Linked DNA regions of Mus musculus: region 1 is linked to region 2. A link is a contact called in public Hi-C data. All regions are on one chromosome and are shown on one strand. Each heading gives the region's core, a stretch centred on a gene start, on an enhancer-like site or on the middle of the called end of the contact. The rest is flanking DNA. Distances are from core to core; before and after follow the strand shown. Region 1 overlaps Ank2 (ankyrin 2, brain). Region 2 overlaps Ank2 (ankyrin 2, brain).

Evidence for each region. Hi-C and Micro-C count contacts between places; a contact is called where the count stands out from the background.
Region 1: a contact with region 2 is called in a Hi-C map of cerebellar granule neurons, with 2.4 times the contacts expected there. The contact joins two enhancer-like sites. A contact is called at or near these places in 15 of 484 Hi-C or Micro-C datasets (the BV-2 cell line, the C2C12 cell line, the G1E-ER4 cell line and 10 more).

The regions. Positions count from the first base shown.
Region 1 is chr3:127,300,433-127,304,682 of GRCm38.p6, forward strand. All of the region lies in intron 1 of Ank2 (ankyrin 2, brain), which reads right to left. Among named protein-coding and RNA genes, the nearest start is that of Gm52631, 84 kb to the right of the region's middle. Within about 2 kb of position 2,804, at least 19 of the 459 cell types and tissues checked have an H3K27ac peak or open chromatin away from gene starts, as enhancers often do. A contact at or near this core is called in cerebellar granule neurons, where this site is marked.
Region 2 is chr3:127,204,186-127,208,777 of GRCm38.p6, forward strand. The region is part of intron 1 of Ank2 (ankyrin 2, brain); the gene reads right to left. Among named protein-coding and RNA genes, the nearest start is that of Gm16958, 45 kb to the left of the region's middle. Within about 2 kb of position 1,651, at least 10 of the 459 cell types and tissues checked have an H3K27ac peak or open chromatin away from gene starts, as enhancers often do. A contact at or near this core is called in cerebellar granule neurons, where this site is marked.

The DNA.
Region 1 (4,250 bases), core at 1,554-4,053, 97 kb after region 2:
TAAAGCCAAATGGGGCCACAGGTAGCTCTCACTAAGAGTAGACTGATGAACAGAGCTCACTTTCAGGAGTGTGAAGAATTTAGAGACCCTGTTTATTTCTCATCAGCCTTGAAGAAACACTTCCCAGATTCTTTTTTCTCACCTGCGGGATACAGGTCTTATGAAAGTATGGTCCAGATTAGACAGTCTATGCCGAACCTTCATTATCCACACTAGACCATGCAGTGTCCTAGCCAAACAATCCTGCTCTGTAATTATTATTAACTGAGACTGTAGTGTCAAGATTAGAAACTGTTTCTCCCAGGGACTTATTGAGAGGAGATGAATCGAGAACGTTTTTATTCTTTATCACAACAAACACATTTGTCTTCCATATTGTAAAAATTTCCCAAGTGTTGTTAATACCTTAACATATTCACACCATTAATGGCTGATTTGTTCTGAGTTAATCCCCAAACCCCTGTATTCCAAATGTCCCTGGTGGAGTAAAAGGTTGATACCACCAGATGCAAACTACACTGGGGGGAGGGGGGCATCAAAATTAACATATGAAAGAAGCAAGTTGGCAGAGAAAAGACCCATGTTGTGTAACCCTGGGAAAGGCAGGTGCTCTATAAATAAAGGGTCATGCCCAATACTTTGGGGGTTTTACCCTCAGTTCACTAGCCTGTTCCCATTCTTGGAGGTGCTTTCTCTTTCTATACTTCTACTTCTATGCTTCTACCATATGTTCCTGATCTAATTCTGTGCTGTGGGACACAGGAACCTGGACCCTTTAGCAGGCATCTGGGGGATGTCCTTGCAGATGCTTGCTCTGTGCCTGTCATTCCTGAGTTCAGACATCCACAGAATAAGAGAGTTGTAGGAGTAATAACAAGAGAAGCTCAGAAATGCGGCTGGCCACCTGACCAGGGCGACAAAGTGAGTTCTGGAGTGGTCCTTCATTCCCTACTCTCACCCAGATGAAAGGCGCCTGTTGGAGAGGAGATGCTGCTGTTTCTGGCTTTAATGCTAATCCGCTGCCTTCTCAGATCACAGGCTCCCTAAATACAGTGTGAACAGGTGAGAATGGCTGCGGCAATCAGGAAAGATGGATGTCCATGGAGAGCAGCTTATGAACAGCTTTTACAGAAACCCTCTCACTCCTCACTTAGGACTACAGGTGGCCTAAAATCAGAACAAAAATCTAACGTCTCCGTCCACCTCCTTTACTTGGGTGACAGCAGGGCAATCGACCTTACTCCATTTTCTACGATACCTTGCCCCTTCGGGCACTCAGATGAAGCAACCATCTGGTGCTGAGACTACACCCTAATGGAGACAACCAGCCCATGAGAACGCCTGGAAAGAACTTCTTCCAACTCCCTGGGAGAACTGAAGCTGAGACAATGGTGGATGGTACCACACCTTGACCCAGCCTGGTTGAGTATACACATTGCTTACCCCTTGGTCCAGTTCTTATCATTGAACCCAAAGTTCAAGTCAGTACCCAGTTATGGGTATGGTGGTCACTGGATGCTTTTATCTGTTCCTCTTGATAAAGTGGCTGCATGGACCAAGTCTCACTCTGCTTCGCTCTTTTTCATACATCTTTAACTCGTGGGACATGTGGCTAAGCCTAGCTCTCTGGGGATCCAGGATCCCAAGCTTTTGCCCTAAAATTTCAGTTATAAACGGAACCATTTAAGGACTGGGAAGGTGGCTCAGTCAGTAACATGCTGGCTGCACAAGCCTTGTGGCCTGTTTTTGATCCCTAAAATCCATGTTTGCTTTTCTGTTGCTGTGAGAAACCACTCTGACCAGAAGAAACGTGGGCAGGAAAAAGATTTCTTTCATCTTCTATTGGCAGGTCACAATTCATCACTGAGGGAAGCCATCGCTGGAGCTTGGGCAGGAACTGAAATTAGCATCTGTTCGGCTAGCTTTCTTCCCCAGCCCGGACCCACCCGCCAAAGATGCATAAACCACAGCGGGCTCAATTAGCAATCAAGAGAACTTCCCACGGACATGCTCACAGATCAATCTGACCAAGGCAGTTCTCCACCTGAGGGTCCTTCCTCCCAGGAAACTCTAGTTTATGGTGAACTGCCATTCCACAACTGCAGAGGTGGAGACAAACAGATTCCTGGGGCTCACTGTCTAGCCAACCCAGCCTATTTAGTAGCTCCAGGTCACTGAGGGACCCTGTCTCAAAAAGACAAAGGTGGATGGATCCTGAAGAACTACAATGTGAGGTGACCTTTGGGCTTCACATGCACTTGCACACAGGCCACATGCATCAGCTTACAGACATGTACCCACATGAACACAGGCACACATGGTCATGCACACACACACATGCACACACAGAGACAGAGACAATTATACAATCTAGAACAGAGTGTTAAATGCTTTAATCCTATGCTAAGCTAATTAAATAATTAAAGATTGTGTTATTGTATAGACAAGACACATAGTTTCTAATTTTAGGTCCCCTTACACGGTAGCAAAACTGCTGTGAGTGTTATAATGGTGGTTGTTATAGCAACCAGAATCACATGTAATGACTCTACTAATTTGTCATTGCAATATTTTCCATACTCCCACCCCTTTCTTGATTTGGGTGGTGGGATAAATTTGCCAAAAATACACAGGGGAAAAAAATCTGGCCCAGGAATTCATGTGCAATGGAGTTTATGGTTCTTCAACCAAAGCCTCACTTTTCCCATTGATGGCCTCCCTTGTCAGCCAAAGATGTGGTAGAACAAGCTCTCAAAGGAACCACTGTGGCTCGTCACCAGCCTAATCTAAAGAGCTTTGTCCACGATGAGCTGACAGACCTTGCAATCATGTCACTCTGAAAGCAGAGCCTGTGGCCAGGAGCCTTGCTGTTCTAGTGTTCGGCTGCCTTACTATGGCTTTGAGCCTGTGCCGTGATACATATCCCAGTTCAAGAACTAATGGTTCATAAGGAAGGTCTCCAAATGGGTCATCACTGATAGAATAGTTGATGTATTTTAATTTCTACAGGCATATCTCTCTAAAGCTAAAACAAAAGTGGATTCCACAATTTCCTGGCTATACTCAAAAGCTTCTTTGTCTATTCACTTCAAACTGCTAGCGGAAATGATTAAATATTAAAATAAGCAAGATGCTACCTGTTTCTGCCACTCACACCAAGATTTTCTATGTTAGGTCTATTAGAGATTAAAAAAATGAAGTTTTTAACTAAAATAGCATGGTGTTAAATTTTTTAATATCAAAAGATGTGCAGATTTGACAGATTTTTTTTTTTTGGAGATGGAGACATTAAATCACTTAACATTTTTTGACTTACTACAGTGCCCCACGCCTTTGGAAGCATAGGCTTTTCCACGGATAACAAAAGACATGATGTTAATGGGAAATGTTGGTCATCTCGGGTCCTACTTGTACATCAAAGGAGGGGACCTCAGAGTCTCTATTGCTGAATGGCAAAGAGAAAATGGTTGTCACGGCAGGCCCTGCAGACACGAGGTTCAACGCTAGCATCTTTGCAATGTGAAGAAGTTACTTCAAGTCTTCAACTTCTCTCTAACTCACTTGTAAGAGGAAAGACAGGTTAGGAACCAGCTAGTCCTGACTCCATTCTTCACCAGGGAGAAGCAAGGCCGTAGCTCCAGCTGACATATTATCCCCTTCCTTGGAAAGCCTTCCACCACATTAACTTCCTCAGTTGGAACTCAGGACAGTAGCAGTGCTTGCCAGTATTTAACATTAACAGGCATTTATTTCATGAGGGATTCAATTAAGAGGCTTCTGAGCTCTCTTTAGAGAGTCTATTTCCTCCCACCTCTTAGAATTATTTAATATATTTTAATGACATCCCAAATGGCTCTTATGCCAGAAAACCAGCCGTTTGGCCTGGCCCCCTGCCTCACGGTCCCCACTGAGGGTCCTTTCATGTATCAGCTGTGCTCAGTCAGGCTGCAAATGAAATGTGGCAGCCCAGGAGCACCGGGTCAGGGAGACACTTCATTCAATAAATGTTTACCGGGATTTATGCCTCAAATACCACAGACCGAGATGCATTAAATATTTATAAAACTTCAGAAAGGTGTAAAAAAGGCTGGTAAGCAGCATCTGGTAGAATATGGACATGGATAAGGTCATGACTGATACTCATTATCAATTTCATAACCCCCTAAACCAAAACAAAACCGAATTCTGGTCCTTATGGACTAGAGATATAGATAGATAGATAGATAGATAGATAGATAGATAGATAGATA
Region 2 (4,592 bases), core at 401-2,900:
TTCTGGGGTGTGAGAGCCTCTTTTATTCCTTGCTGTGACTGTCATCCAAATGTAATGTGACAACAAGTAGTAAGGATTCACCAAGACACTAAACATGTTTCAAAGGGCTTATCTCTTAGAGCTGAAAAGACCAGGCCAATGGGCTATAATGGCATAGGCCATAAATGAGTGCTTAGGGGCTTTCAAAGGCCAGTTAAGTTCAACAGCAAGCATCAAATGCAGTCAGGAAAGCTGCATAGGGTTGCTGGGTAGGGTTGTGGTATAGTCTAGGGTTTTGGGGTGGAAGCCATGTTTTACTGATTGACTTCAAAACTGGTAAGACTAACGGGGAGAACCGGTAGAGCCTCTCCCATGCAATGTGTTGCTTTCAAGTTGGACCACAACCAGATTAAAAGTATGTTTTTATTTAGATTGAAACTAAGCCTCCCCACGCGCAGTCGAAAGTGGCAGGAAGAATTCTAAGGTGGGATAGTTCCTTGAGTGAAGGAGGACAAGAACATCTTCAGTGCTTAGAGCATCACTCAGACCTGTCTCAGGAGGGCTTGCAGGTCACTGCACTGCCATGCCGGGCACTGGAAGACTAGATGTCAGCAGGTACAAGGGAAAACTTATCAGCCTCCTCCGGCAGGGACAGAGCACAGTGAGGATTAAGAGAAACCAAAAAAAAAAAAAAAAAAAAAAAAAGCAACATCTCCACTGGAGAACCATGGGATGTAGTCTTTCAGAGCACGGAGGCACAGAGAATAGTTAACATGCCTTCTCCCTGTAATGTTCATCCAGTGTCCAGAAAAATATCTACGAAAGATGCAAAGACTGTGGGTTGAACAGGACAACCCACAGGGGTGAGGATTAGACTTGTTCTGGTCAAGGGTTAACAGGAATACGGGTAAATAATCAAATAACGTGATTTTTGACCTAAGCCTGGAAATTGAGAGAGAGCTACAGACACCTTCAGCAGCAGCAGCAGCAGCAGCGGCGGCAGGCTATGAGCTAACTACACTGTTGAATGGCACTGTCCTTTGGAAAGGCCAGAGAGCAAGTCTGAACAGGAATTGTGCAGAAAGGTGTAAATAGTAACTTAGACACACCACTGGAGATTCCAGACCAGAACAGCAGTGAATCCCACAGTTAAAAAGCAGGACTTCCCACAGAAGTTTCATGTGGCAGTAGAGTACTCAGGTTAAGATACCAGACAGCTGCCGGGCGGTGGTGGCGCACGCCTTTAATCCCAGCCCTTGGGAGGCAGAGGCAGGCAGATTTCTGGGTTCAAGGACAGCCTGGTCTGCAAGTGAGTTCCAGGACAGCCAGGGCTATACAGAGAAACCCTGTCTCAGAAAAAAACAAACAAACAAAAAAGATGACATACGGCTAAGCCAAAGGCCAAATGGATTTGTTGCTTTTAAAAGACTCAGCTGTTTCAGAGTGCTTACCTAGCACAGACGAAACCACAGGGCCCTGCCTCAACACCACACCCACTGGACCTGGTGGCATACACCTATACAACCCCAGGAATCAGGAGGTAGAAGCAGGTAAATGCTAAGTTCAAGGTCATCTTTGGCTACATGGTGAGTTTGAGGCCAGCTGGAGCTACGTGAGACCTTATCTCAAACCAATGTTTTTGTTTGTTTGTTTGTTTGTTTGTTTGTTTTTTACCAGACATGATGATAATCGCCTCAGCACTAAGGAGGGTGACACTAGTTTGAGGACAGCCTGGGCTACATAGAGACCTGTCTCAGACAAGCAAATAAAACAAAGCTCACAATATCTATCACTCCTAAGCTTACGGTGGACCCTCCACTTGCTCTGCCTTTCTTTCTGAGAACGCGTTCTCCTCTCACTCTAATGCCTAGTGGCCACTGCAGCCTGAGCTGGAGAGACCTGGCTGGCAGCCTGCTCTATTTTGGCTGCCTTGATGGTTTATGCCAAAAAGAAATTGTTAAATTCTGCTCTGCAGGTGGCAAGGCTGTTTTATAACAAATTGCTGGCTAATTAGGGCATAAATGTTTCTTTCTTCTCCTTGACCTTGCCTGTTCCCTCCTAAGGGCTTCGCTGCTCTAGTCTCCACCTTTCCCTGGTTTTACAGTCTCATTTGCTCTTCACCTTGCTTCTTACTTCCAGAGCTTTTAGCCTCTTTCCCAGCTTTCTGCAGCTGTTGGGTCTGATGTCTCTGGCTCTGCTTTTACTTTTATGGTTCTCTAATGCTAAGGCGGTAACTAGAGCTGGAGAGATGGCTCAGTGGGTAAAGGCAATTGCTGCCCAGTCTGACAATCTATGCTCAACTCCAGGGCCCACATCAAGATGGAAGGAGAGAAATGACTCACAAAACTGCCCTCTACCTCCACAGGCACACTGTGGTACGTGTCTGCCTCTTTCTGACTTCTCCACACAGTAGTGAAATAAAAATGTAATAAGAATAACAACTTATCTGATTGTCTATAATTTGTCTTAGTTTTAGCTATATATAAATATACAATTATATAAATTATAATTTAGCTATATATAAATATGCAATTTAGCTGTATATAAATATACAATCTCATAAGTTATTTATAATCATGTTTTTTTATGTGATATAAAATTCTATCTAGAACTGAGCCCGAATGTAGTAGCACACATCTCCAATCCCAGCTCTCAGGAGGCAAAGATAGACAGATCTCTGTGAGTTCAAGGCCAGCCTGGTCTATAAATCGAGTTCTAGGACAGCCTGAGCTACATAGAGAAAACCTGTCTAGAAAAACAAAAACAAAAACAAACAACAATAACAAAAAAACTTCTATCTGAAATCTATAGACAATACATTGAAGTGCTCCACTAGACAACTTACTAAGGACCTACTAAAATGGTTTTATATATTGTTAATAATTTTTATTGTTTTTATGTCTTTCATTGTTTGAGTTGCCTGTTTTTGAGACCGGGTCTCATGCTGTAGCCCAGGCTGGCCTAGAACAATGTGTAACCAAGGCTGGCCTTAAACTGTCAGTAATCCTCCTGCCTCAGTCTTGCAAGTCCTGGCATTCCAGGTATGTACCACTTATGCCTAGCATAGTTTCCAAGTTTTTAATGGGTTGTGAGCTTGTATAACATCCAAAAACTACTAGATAGTAGAAAACAAGGTTAGCATGCACTTAAAGATCTATAGAAATCGCCAATATGCAAATTACTTTTTAAAAAACAGATTTATTTATTTATTTATTTTTTGTCTGAGTGCTCTCTCTGCATACACTGTGTGCCAGAGGGGACATCATGTCCCATTATAGATGGTTGTGAGTCACCATGTAGATGCTAGTAGTTGAACTCAGGTCCTCTTAACTGCTGAGCCATCTCTCCAGCCCCTGCAAATTACTTATTTGTGTGTGTTTTTTGTTTTCTGATTTTTTTGTTTTGTTGTTGTTGTTTGTTTGTTTGTTTGTTTTGGGTTTTTTGGGACAGGGTTTCTCTGTATAGCCCTGGCTGTCCTGGAACTCACTTTGTAGACCAGGCTGGCCTTGAACTCAGAAATCTGCCTGCCTCTGCCTCCCGAGTGCTGGGATTAAAGGCATGCGCCACTACTTTTTTAAAAAGTCAATATTCTCATAATTTTCATAATCATGTAAAAACAATACATCCAATATAAACAAAGCAAATCACCTCAACTTTGTGTTTCTTTGCAATCTTTCATGTAGGAGACCTACACACATTGCAGGGAGAGTAAATTTCAAGACTTTTATACACTAGTCAAGGTGATAGTGATTTGTTCCTAAGATGTGGCTGAGTCCCCCATCTTTCCAACCCTCAGGATGTTATATGATTTGTTTTCCAACCATCCCAGGAGCCACATGACTGGATCCATTGTAGTCTGCGTAGAGCATTGCGGGACTTAGCAAACATCTCCAGCCGTAGGAGTTACATCACCAGGACAGATAAGAGAGCAAGTGTTGCCCTCAAAGGCTGAGCGAAACATCCCTGGTTCTTTTCACATTGGCCATGCCACCCAAGTGAAGTCTCAGCAGGCCAGACAACTTCAGGTTCACTCTTAGGGTGACCATCATTAAATAAGTGCAACTTAGAAGGAGTTCTCAGACTCTAAGGCTAGACTTGAGGCATCTCCAGGAAGACCATACCAGGGTGTGAACAATGGGCAGGCACACTTGCCAGTTTCTCCATGAGACCACTGTCTTCTTACTCCCTGTCATCACAAGTACATTGTCTTAGCTTTCCTGTGATTGTAGGTGTCATACTAAGACCCTGCCCTCCATGGGGGATGTCATGACTTTTCATGGTTCCAAGCTCATGAAGCTGATGACGTCTAATCATGTCTGTCCTTGACCTTTCCTGGGTGTGTCACACTGAAAGCACCTATCGCTCCTTTGGGGGAGCCTCAAACATAAAAATCGGACTGATTGTCTTCTCTGTGCCTGTTCCTGCTTTATCATTAGTGATGCCTGTTACTAGTGCCACCAGCCATCAGCCACTGAGGCTGACACCTGGGGACCCTCTTTGACTCTTGCCTTGCCTACTCTCCCTGTCACTCTTGCTCAGTGGTGTAATTAGAAGACCTAACCTTGGCCCATTCTGCTCCACACCTACGCCTGTGTCACGGCTCATTCCCCTTG